2 separate regions of the Mus musculus genome follow, and region 2 is linked to region 1. The links are chromatin contacts, called in public Hi-C maps. All regions are on one chromosome and are shown on one strand. The core of a region is the stretch at or near the end of the contact, and the rest is flanking DNA. Distances in the headings are between cores, read along the strand shown.

The links. Hi-C and Micro-C count contacts between places; a contact is called where the count stands out from the background.
Region 2: a contact with region 1 is called in a Hi-C map of uterus. A contact is called at or near these places in 1 of 39 promoter capture datasets (the 3T3-L1 cell line), 2 of 484 Hi-C or Micro-C datasets (nephron progenitors and uterus), 4 of 130 datasets of targeted methods (cardiomyocytes, embryonic fibroblasts, extraembryonic endoderm stem cells and 1 more) and 2 of 9 other capture datasets (adipose tissue and pancreatic islet).

Annotation. Positions count from the first base shown.
Region 1 is chr19:24,029,214-24,033,590 of GRCm38.p6, reverse strand. It overlaps Fam189a2 (family with sequence similarity 189, member A2), which reads left to right and starts at 2,572. Exons shown (of 11, transcript NM_001114174.1): 1 at 2,572-3,043. The coding sequence starts at 2,654.
Region 2 is chr19:24,132,776-24,137,152 of GRCm38.p6, reverse strand. Tjp2 (tight junction protein 2) reads left to right here. Exons shown (of 24, transcript NM_001376368.1): 4 at 2,179-2,303. Among named protein-coding and RNA genes, the nearest start is that of Gm41824, 54 kb to the right of the region's middle.

The DNA of each region.
Region 1 (4,377 bases), core at 1,323-3,822:
AAAAACAACAAGAACAACAACAAAACAAAAAAACCACCATACTCATTAGCTATCCCCCTCCCCCACCCCAATCTCTCCATTTCCCAAGCACTCAACAACCACAAAGCACAAAGCAAATCTCTATGGATTTGTTTGCTGTAGATATTCCATCAAAATAGAATTGTATAGTGTGTGCATTCTGTGACTGGCCTTTAACTTAGCCTGTTTCCAGGGTCCATCCACATTGTAGCATGCATAAGTACTTCATTCCACTGGGTGGGTACCCTGTGTTTTAGCTGTATGTTCATCTAGTTGACTTACTGATGGGTCGCTCCCAACCATCTTTCTACTATGGAAGATTATGGGACAATTTGTGTGCACATCTGACATAGATTGTGTTAATGCCAATTGTCACTTTTGGAGGAACTCCCTACCCTATAAGGAAGGTTCAGTTTCCTCCCCTGCTTTCCCCCTGCCCACCTCTCCCGTTCCATTCCCTGCCTGTTTGACTATTATCTTCTATACCAAGCTGGACTCAGTGGACCTGAATTGATGGTGTAAGAGATCTGTTTCCTACAGTTCAGTGAAGTATGACCGAATACTTAAGCAGGTGGTGGTGTGAAGTCTGAACAGTCGAGCTCTGGTTACAAGAATCTTAAGCACAAATACCAGAGGACAATAATTGCTGCAACTTTAAAGGGTGGGGCAATTTATCTAGACTTGTGCTTCTGAAAACAGGAACAAGACATTCACAGCCGTATACAGGTCGATAACAACAAAAGAGTTGGGGTGGGGGAGAGAAACAGAACAATAAGTTCCCTTAAGTAGGAGTTTCCAGGGAGGTCCTGTGACCTTCTAATGTGTAGATCTGGTAGATTAAGACCCCCTATGGATTTTTACTTGTCTTTGCTACTTTGTGTTTCTACATAGAGATAACACCTAAAAGCTTTGGGCATTTGAAGTCTTTTAGGAAGATCCTTAAGTATAAAAATACGGAGAAGCAGAAAGACCCTAAGTGTAACCATATAGATTATCAGAGTAACCCTTGCTGTGTAATTAGCACTGGCATTGAAAAGTAGATTGTCACCCACACCTCCCCCAACCTCATCCTACTCATAAATATCCCCAAGGGAAAGCGGGTATCCTGACTTCTAATGCAAACATTCTTAGACACAAGGAATGCATTTTTAATGGCATGGTTCAGGTGTCAGGCTCTGGCCAATAGAATAAATAGATTTATTTAGCTGAGAGAATGTCTGAACACTCAAGTAGACACACTGTATTGCAGGGTGTCATCCAGCCTTAAGAATTAAATACTTTTAAGCTTGTGTTTAAAATAAAAGTTATAATCACAGCACTGAAGGGATGAAACTCGTCTTCACCTGCAATTTAAGAGCATCTATTGTAGGTTTTGTTCTTAAGTACACGGGACATCAGATTTTCAGTGTTCATTTAAAAACAAAACAAAAGCCAAACTACACCCTGCCCCCAACCTTGACATTTATTCCTGGGAGCAGTCAGAAAAGAAGTCACAGGTACTATTAAACATGGTGGTTTAATGATTTTAAAAGTGTGTATGTAAACACCCGCACATGTCTAATACATCACATTGTGGGACATAATGTTCAGCATCAATACAGCCTTCGCAAGCAGAACACACGGCCAAACCTGCTTTTCTCTTTTTACTCAACAGGAGGGCATTAGATTCCTTCACCTTTCCAATAAGCCAAGCTTTCAAGGGCTACAACTGGCTGCAAACCGACACTGCTCTTGTCCTTACCTGGAAAAGAAGTTCATGATCACCCTCTTACCTATGATACATGAGCCGTCTAGACATTCTATTAGGGGAAACTTTTGTGCAAAGGCGAATAATTGCTTTTTTTCCCCTCAAAGTTCGATACATATATTATAAATTACCAAGGCAGATTAAGATTTCATTAGACCATTTCCTGCGAAGTTTGGGAGCCTGTGTTCTATCATGTGATGCCAATTAGCTCCCGGTCAAAGCTAAAAGGATGGAGCTTGTGACCCCTGCCAACTGCACAGGGCCGCCCTGGGCTCTTCCATTGTGATTGCTGACTAGTGTCTCCCAAGGTAACCTGGCCTGGCCACTATTGTTCCCACTCTGGTGCTGGGAAAGCACTCTGTTCCCTCCCGGCAGAGCTGCACCGACAGAGCCGGGAACTCTCCATAGAAGCCATAGATGCAGATTGCATTCCCGGGCGGTAACGTCCAGTGAGTGTCCTCTTTCCGGGCTAGGACCTTTTCCCGTCGGGTCGCCCACAGCCCCTCCTCCGGGCGTGGTGGAGGAGGAGAACCACAAGGGACTCCTTTCCTATTTAAAGGTTGCCAGCTCAAGGGACCTGGGTCCACCACGGGTCCCTTGGCGCCGCGGTTGCAGACAGACTCTGACAACGGTTGAGCCGCTAGCTGCATGGTTCCCGCCGTCCCTGGACACTTTTCCCGGTGACCCCAAGGCAACGGCGCACTTGTCACCGTGGGTGACCGAGAGGGGACGGCGGGGGGCGGGCCCCGCGGGGCACGTGGGCGCGGCCGGCGCTGGCCGCGGCAGCAAGTGGTTGGGCCGTGCGCAGTCCGTCCTGCGCGGCGCCGGCGCGGGTGCCCGGTGCGCGGCGCCCTCCGCTCGGCTGCGCCGCCCGCCCGCCGCGCGCCCATGTCTCTGCCGGTGGTGCTCCCGGGCTCCTGCTGCCCGGTGGCGGGGCTGTCGGGCGGACCTCAGGCCGGGGGTCCTGGCGCCGCCACCGCCGCCGCCGCTCAGGAGCCGCCGCTGCCCCCGCTGCGGCCGCGCTGGCCCCGGGGTGCTCTGCAGCCTCCAGCCCGGCCCCGCTGCGCCCCCGCCGCCGTGCTGGCCCCGCCGCCGGCGCTCGCGTCCCGCCGCCCCGCCGCGCCAGGCTCCGCGCTGCTGCCCGCGCGCCCGCTGCTGTCGCTCGGGCTCCTGCAGCTGATCCTGGGCTGCTGCATGGTGGCGCTCAGCTTCGGGGCGCTGTCGCTGAGCAGCTCGCCGCAGGTGAAGAACTCGTGCCCATTCTGGGCTGGCTCCTCGGTGAGTACCGAGAGTACCTCTCTGCGGGGCCCACCCTCGCGGCAGTGTGTTGTGGACGGTCCCTTCCATTGTTTTTGTTTGACCTCTATTGGGGGAGCGGGGACCCTAAAGCCACCTGAAGTGTAGGCGACAATAAGTGGGGGTGGGGTGTGGGAGGTTAGTGTCGGGAGACAGTCAAGTTGAAGGGAGAATTGGATTGCACCTGGCCAGTGTCTGTCCCTTACACGTTAAGGATTTTGTTTCCGTCAAGTTAACATTAAGCACGGTATCAAGCTCCTGAGAGACTCACATGAGGATGGGCGAAAAAGAATTTGAAACTTTTTGTGGCCACTGAATACTGCATTGGCAAAGCAAACTCCGGGAGGACAGGGGTTTTGATAGGTTTTCCTCACTGACACATCAACAGTACCCGTACAGGGTGGGGTACTTCTGGAATGGACAGAGTGACAGAGTGAAGGGGGGAGGGTTGGTTGACTTGTTTTTATTCTTCATTAAGACAAGGATAAATGAAAGATTATCTGGAGTTGGATGACTGAACCCTGAGGAGCTCCGAGGTAATAGGAGGTTGCCTGTGACTGATGACTTATACCTGGTCATTAAAGAAGGGCTCAGACCCTGGGTGGGTTCCTGGAGTCACCAAAGCTGCTCTGCAGAAGTGGATGCTCAAGAAACAGAACCTGTCATTACGGATGCACACCCCAGAACTCCAGAAGTTGGCGCAGCTAGCTGGGGATGTCTGTCCTACCCTGGCGCCTGGCCCCGCCTCCTTGGCCAATGGGGCATAGGGAAGCCCGGCCTCTGAGAAAAGTGGTTGCCAGTGAGCAAGCATTTGTAGACTGGATGGATGGCTACTCATCCCTGCCTCCGAACGGTGTCACAACTTTTAAGGCATCCATAACCCCTTGAGGTTTGCCAGGGGCCTGGAGACTTGGAAGCAGGTCCTTGTGCAAGGACTGTGGAGGATGAGAACGGCAAATGACCTTTCTATAAAAGCCCTACAGTGTCTATAGCTTTTTCTATGATCTTCAGTGAGCCCACAGTTTGTGCTCTACTGGTTAAAACATACCCAGAGTCAAGACCAATTTTTTTTTTTATTAAAGTACGAGAACATATTGAACCTAGTGTAATTGTTCAAGTGGGAACATTAAGAACATAACGTTTTTCTGGCCTAACCCAGAATTTTGTAGTACCTGGTATCAATCTCTACTTCCTCTAAAGACCTTTGCTAAATGGTTCTGTTGGGACCTCAATCCTATTGTGCTATAGAAAGTGAAGTCCAGAACTTAAGTATTAGGTAAAGAGAGTTCCACTCTATTGTTCTGACCCTGAACTCT
Region 2 (4,377 bases), core at 728-3,227, 100 kb before region 1:
TCCCAGCCCCCTTTTGGTTTTTTCAAGACAAAGAGTTTCTGTATGTAATAGAGCCCCTAGCTGTTCTAGACATGTTTGTTAACCAGGCCGGCCTTGAACTCACAGAGATCCACCTACCTCTGTCTCTGCCTGTGGCACCACCACACCTGGCTCCAGATGTTATCCTTTTTGATTGCATAAGGAAATACATGCAGCTTCTTTTATTCCATAGATGCTGACATGTAGTTGCTTCTTAATAAATACATGTTACTTCCATTTTTTTCTATCCTGATAATAATATGATAGGTATTGTTAGTCCACCCTGTGTGTCCTTTTGCTTGGGCTGACTACTTTGAAACTTCACTCAGTCATGCCCTCGTTCCTGAACACATGTGTGTGCACACTCGAGTGCAACACACACACACACACACACACACACACACACACACAAACATGTACGCACACACAGGTACGCACACACTCGCATATGGTCTCACTCTAGGCAAGCCTGCTTCTGCCCTGCCTCACAGGCAGTCCGCTTGTGGTCTACAGTCCTTATCCGAGCAAGCTGCCCCCATCCTGGCAGCAAGCTGTGCATATCAGTGTGCATTAGCTGGGCTCCACAGAGATCATCCTGCTTCGAATCTGTCTAAGTTCTGCCACTTTGTAGAAAGATGCTCAGTTCCTCAAAGGGAGAAGTTTCCTTTGACCCTTAGAACTCCATCACTGGATCAGTGTCCACTTTCTAGATCAGTCATCAGAGATTCTTAAGTTACTGTTTGCGCATTTAACTCCAGACATCTCTCTCATTCTCATCTGTGCCTTTTTTTTTTTTTAAACCAGAGATCATGTTTCCCTTGAGATGTGGTCTACAGATCACAAAAGAAAGGGATCTGAGGCTTGGTTTAGAAGATAGAGCTGCCTCTTTCTAAAACCAGGTCCCATGTATTGGTGCTGGTAAATCCAAAGCCATGTGGAGACAACTGGGCAGGTTTGTGATTGTAAGCAGTGCTCCCTCCCTCCCCCAGCTTGTCCTTGGATAAAGATTTTCTCTTATTCTGAGTATAGTTTTGTTTCATCAATCCTGATGTGGGATTATAATGTCATTGGTCCCTATTGTGTGGTTTAGCCTTTTAAACACTGAAGTAAGATGGCACATTTCCTAGGTTCCTCTGTTTGCATTGCTAAACCAATGATGGATAATAAGACTTTACTTCCCATCTTGTTTGAACACTGGGACACTTTTAATACTTTGGTCTTTCAAGATCACAATACCAGCTTTTTACTTATTTACCGTATTAAATGCTTTATTCACGTATGTACTCTCACACTCTCATGCCATGGCACCTTGTGAGGTCCGAGGATGGACGTGTGGGCATGATTTATTTTTACCACGTGGGTTTCTGGGATTGAGCTTGGGCTGTCAGACTTGGCTGCAAGTTTCTTTGTCCATGGGAAAATCTCCCCATTGAGCCCCAGCTCCCCAGCTCCATAAACACCAGTTTCCTGTTCAGGTTTCATTTTTTAAAGTCAATGAAGTTCTTTTCACTCTAAATTAAGATACAATTGCTGTCTCGTCTAACTTGAATCTAAAGATATGCCGTAGTGCTGTTGCTTGTTGGTCTGAGAAAGGGTCTCATGTAGAACTGGCCAGACTCCAGTACGCCATGGATTCATAGCGAACCTTGGGTTCCTGATTCTGTTTCCTCCACCTCCCAAGTACTGGAATGACAGGCATGGCCACATGCAGCTGAAGATAGACTTTAAAATACATTTTCACACAGAATCAATTTTTATTGAAGTCGCTCCAGCTCGGATCAGACAATGCAGTGAATGGATCTACCTGGCATTAAAACTGCACATCCCCCGTTTAGTCAAAAGACAGCCTTCCTTCTCCTGCCTCCTGTGATAATATCAGCCTGGGCTGTCAGTGTTTTCCGACTTCTCCGAGGCTGCTCCCTCAGATAAGCAGTTTCCCTTTAGGACCCTGTCAGCTGACCACCGCGTGCATGCCGCTTTATTTTGTTTCTCATTTGTTTCTGTAAAGCCCATCTGTTCCTGAGCTGTCTCTGGTTATTGATTTGACCTTTTCTTTTATTGAGTGCTTGTAATAAATCCTGAAAGCCACTTACGGCAGGATTTTTTTTTTTTCATACTGTTTTTTTTTTTTTTTTTTCCTCGTCTAATTCTGACGAGCAGGATTCCAAAAGAGGATTTGGAATTGCCGTGTCGGGAGGCAGAGACAACCCCCACTTTGAAAATGGGGAGACGTCAATCGTCATCTCAGATGTGCTCCCAGGTGGACCCGCTGATGGCTTGCTTCAGTAAGTTCCCTCCCTCCCCGCCCCCTGGCAGCCCTGCGCACTGACACTTGATAGGGGCGTTCTGGATGTCTGTGCTTACTTAGTCTGAACTGAGAATCAGGGTCATGGCTAATGCATTCTGCTTTAACAATCACTAGCCATAAAGATATGCCATAGGGCTGTGGCTTGCTTGTGTGAGAAAGGGTCTCACGTAGACCTGGCCAGACTCCGATACACCATGGGCTCATGGAGAGGAACTTAGGGGAACATCCAGACTTAGAGGGAAGAGGAGCATCCTGTGCGTGGAACCTCCCACCTCCCATAGGAGGCTAGAATGATCACTTGTGAGCTATGGAACCTTGTAAATGTTCTGTTGCCCCTGTGCCCGCCTCTCCCTCTCTCCCTTAACTTTGTTGACATTGTCTGTAGCCCCGGCTGGTCTCCCAACTCCCTACACTAGATGACTTTGCATTCTAGTTCTTTGTCCTCTGTTTCCTATGTGCTGGGTTTACAGATCTACAGCACCAGACACAGTTTATGCAGTGTAGGGAGTGACTCAGGACTTCATGCGTGCTAGAGAAGCATACCGACTTAGCTACATCCTCAGCCGGTGGGAACCATTTCTGAATGTGTAGCTTATATCACCGTGACAAAACACCCGAGGAAATAATTTCAGAGAGGCACTTACTTATTTGGGCTCCCCTCTCAGAGGGTTTAGCCTGTTGTGGTAAATGTGGGAAATGTGCTAGGACGGAGCAGTTAACAACATGGTGGCTGGGCAGCAGAGAGCAGGAAAGACGGAGGCAATACCTGCCCTTTCTGTCTTTCTCCTTTATTTCCTCAAGCACATAGGATGGGATCACCCACATTCAGGGCGGGTCTAGCACCCCTTAATTCTCTTGAAAACATCTCCCCACACTGAGAGAGGGCTTTACTAACCTTCTGGGTGCTTTTCAATCCAACCTACATTGTTTTAGGATTTAATGAAGATGGTTAGGGAAGTACCTCAGTAGTAGAGTGCGTAGCATATATTAAGTAAGGCCTTGGGTTAATCGTTAGCAGAACCCCCCCGCCCCCCAAATAAAAACCTAACGAATATCTCCCCCAACAGATTCTTTTTTTTTAAGATTTATTTCTTTATTATATGTAAGTACACTGTAGCTGTTTTCAGACACTCCAGAAGAGGGAGTCAGATTTGTTATGAGGGTGGTTGTGAGCCACCGTGTGGTTGCTGGGATTTGAACTCAGGACCTTCGGACCTCAGTGTTCTTAACCGCCGAGCCATCTCTCCAGCCCCTCTCCCCCCAACAGATTCTAATAGGAAGATTCACGATAGTTAAACCCAAGTTATCCAACTGTCAGCCTTCTGTTCTGAAGAGATAACCCACTTTAAAAGATGGGTTCTGAATCCTATCAGGAAAGAATTTAAAGGTAACTCTGTGGCTATATCAGCCAGATCATGAAAAAGTTGTATCTGTGTGAGATTTAAAATCTGTGTTCCTATCCTGTTAGTTGGTAGTCCTATCAAAGTTAGTCTTTTATTCAGAGTAATATAAAATTTTAAGCTAACATTGAATGAGCCTAAATAATAGGATTCTGTGATTTTGAAGTTTCTTCAAGAATCTTGAGGCAATGAAACCCGGCCTGATTTGTAGTCTGCGTGTTCAGGAGATGGAGCCAGACACAGAACGATCAGTAGGTTATAGCCATGGCTGGCGAAACAGTGAATTAAAAGCCAGCTTGACCTACATGAGACCCTTTCTCTAAATAGTAAAAGAATCTGAGGCAAGCTTTCGACCTCTTTTCCTGCCAACGTTACCCAGATGAATGTGTGCCTAGTTCAGGGCTTATAAGAGGGCCTTTTGCAGCGCACAGGACAGTCACTGAATTCCTATTGCTGTCCATGCCGATTCATGCTTTCTGGAGTGACCCCGGGGTGTGGGTAGACAGACCTTGTACACAAACATGGTGGTTCTTAATAAACATCCAGAAGCCGAGTGTGTGGCTTGTGGTTTCTTACCTCTGAAGAGCTCTCAGACCAAGTTGGCATGACTTGTGAGCCATTGCACCCTGAGCCCTTCAGTACACTTCTCGG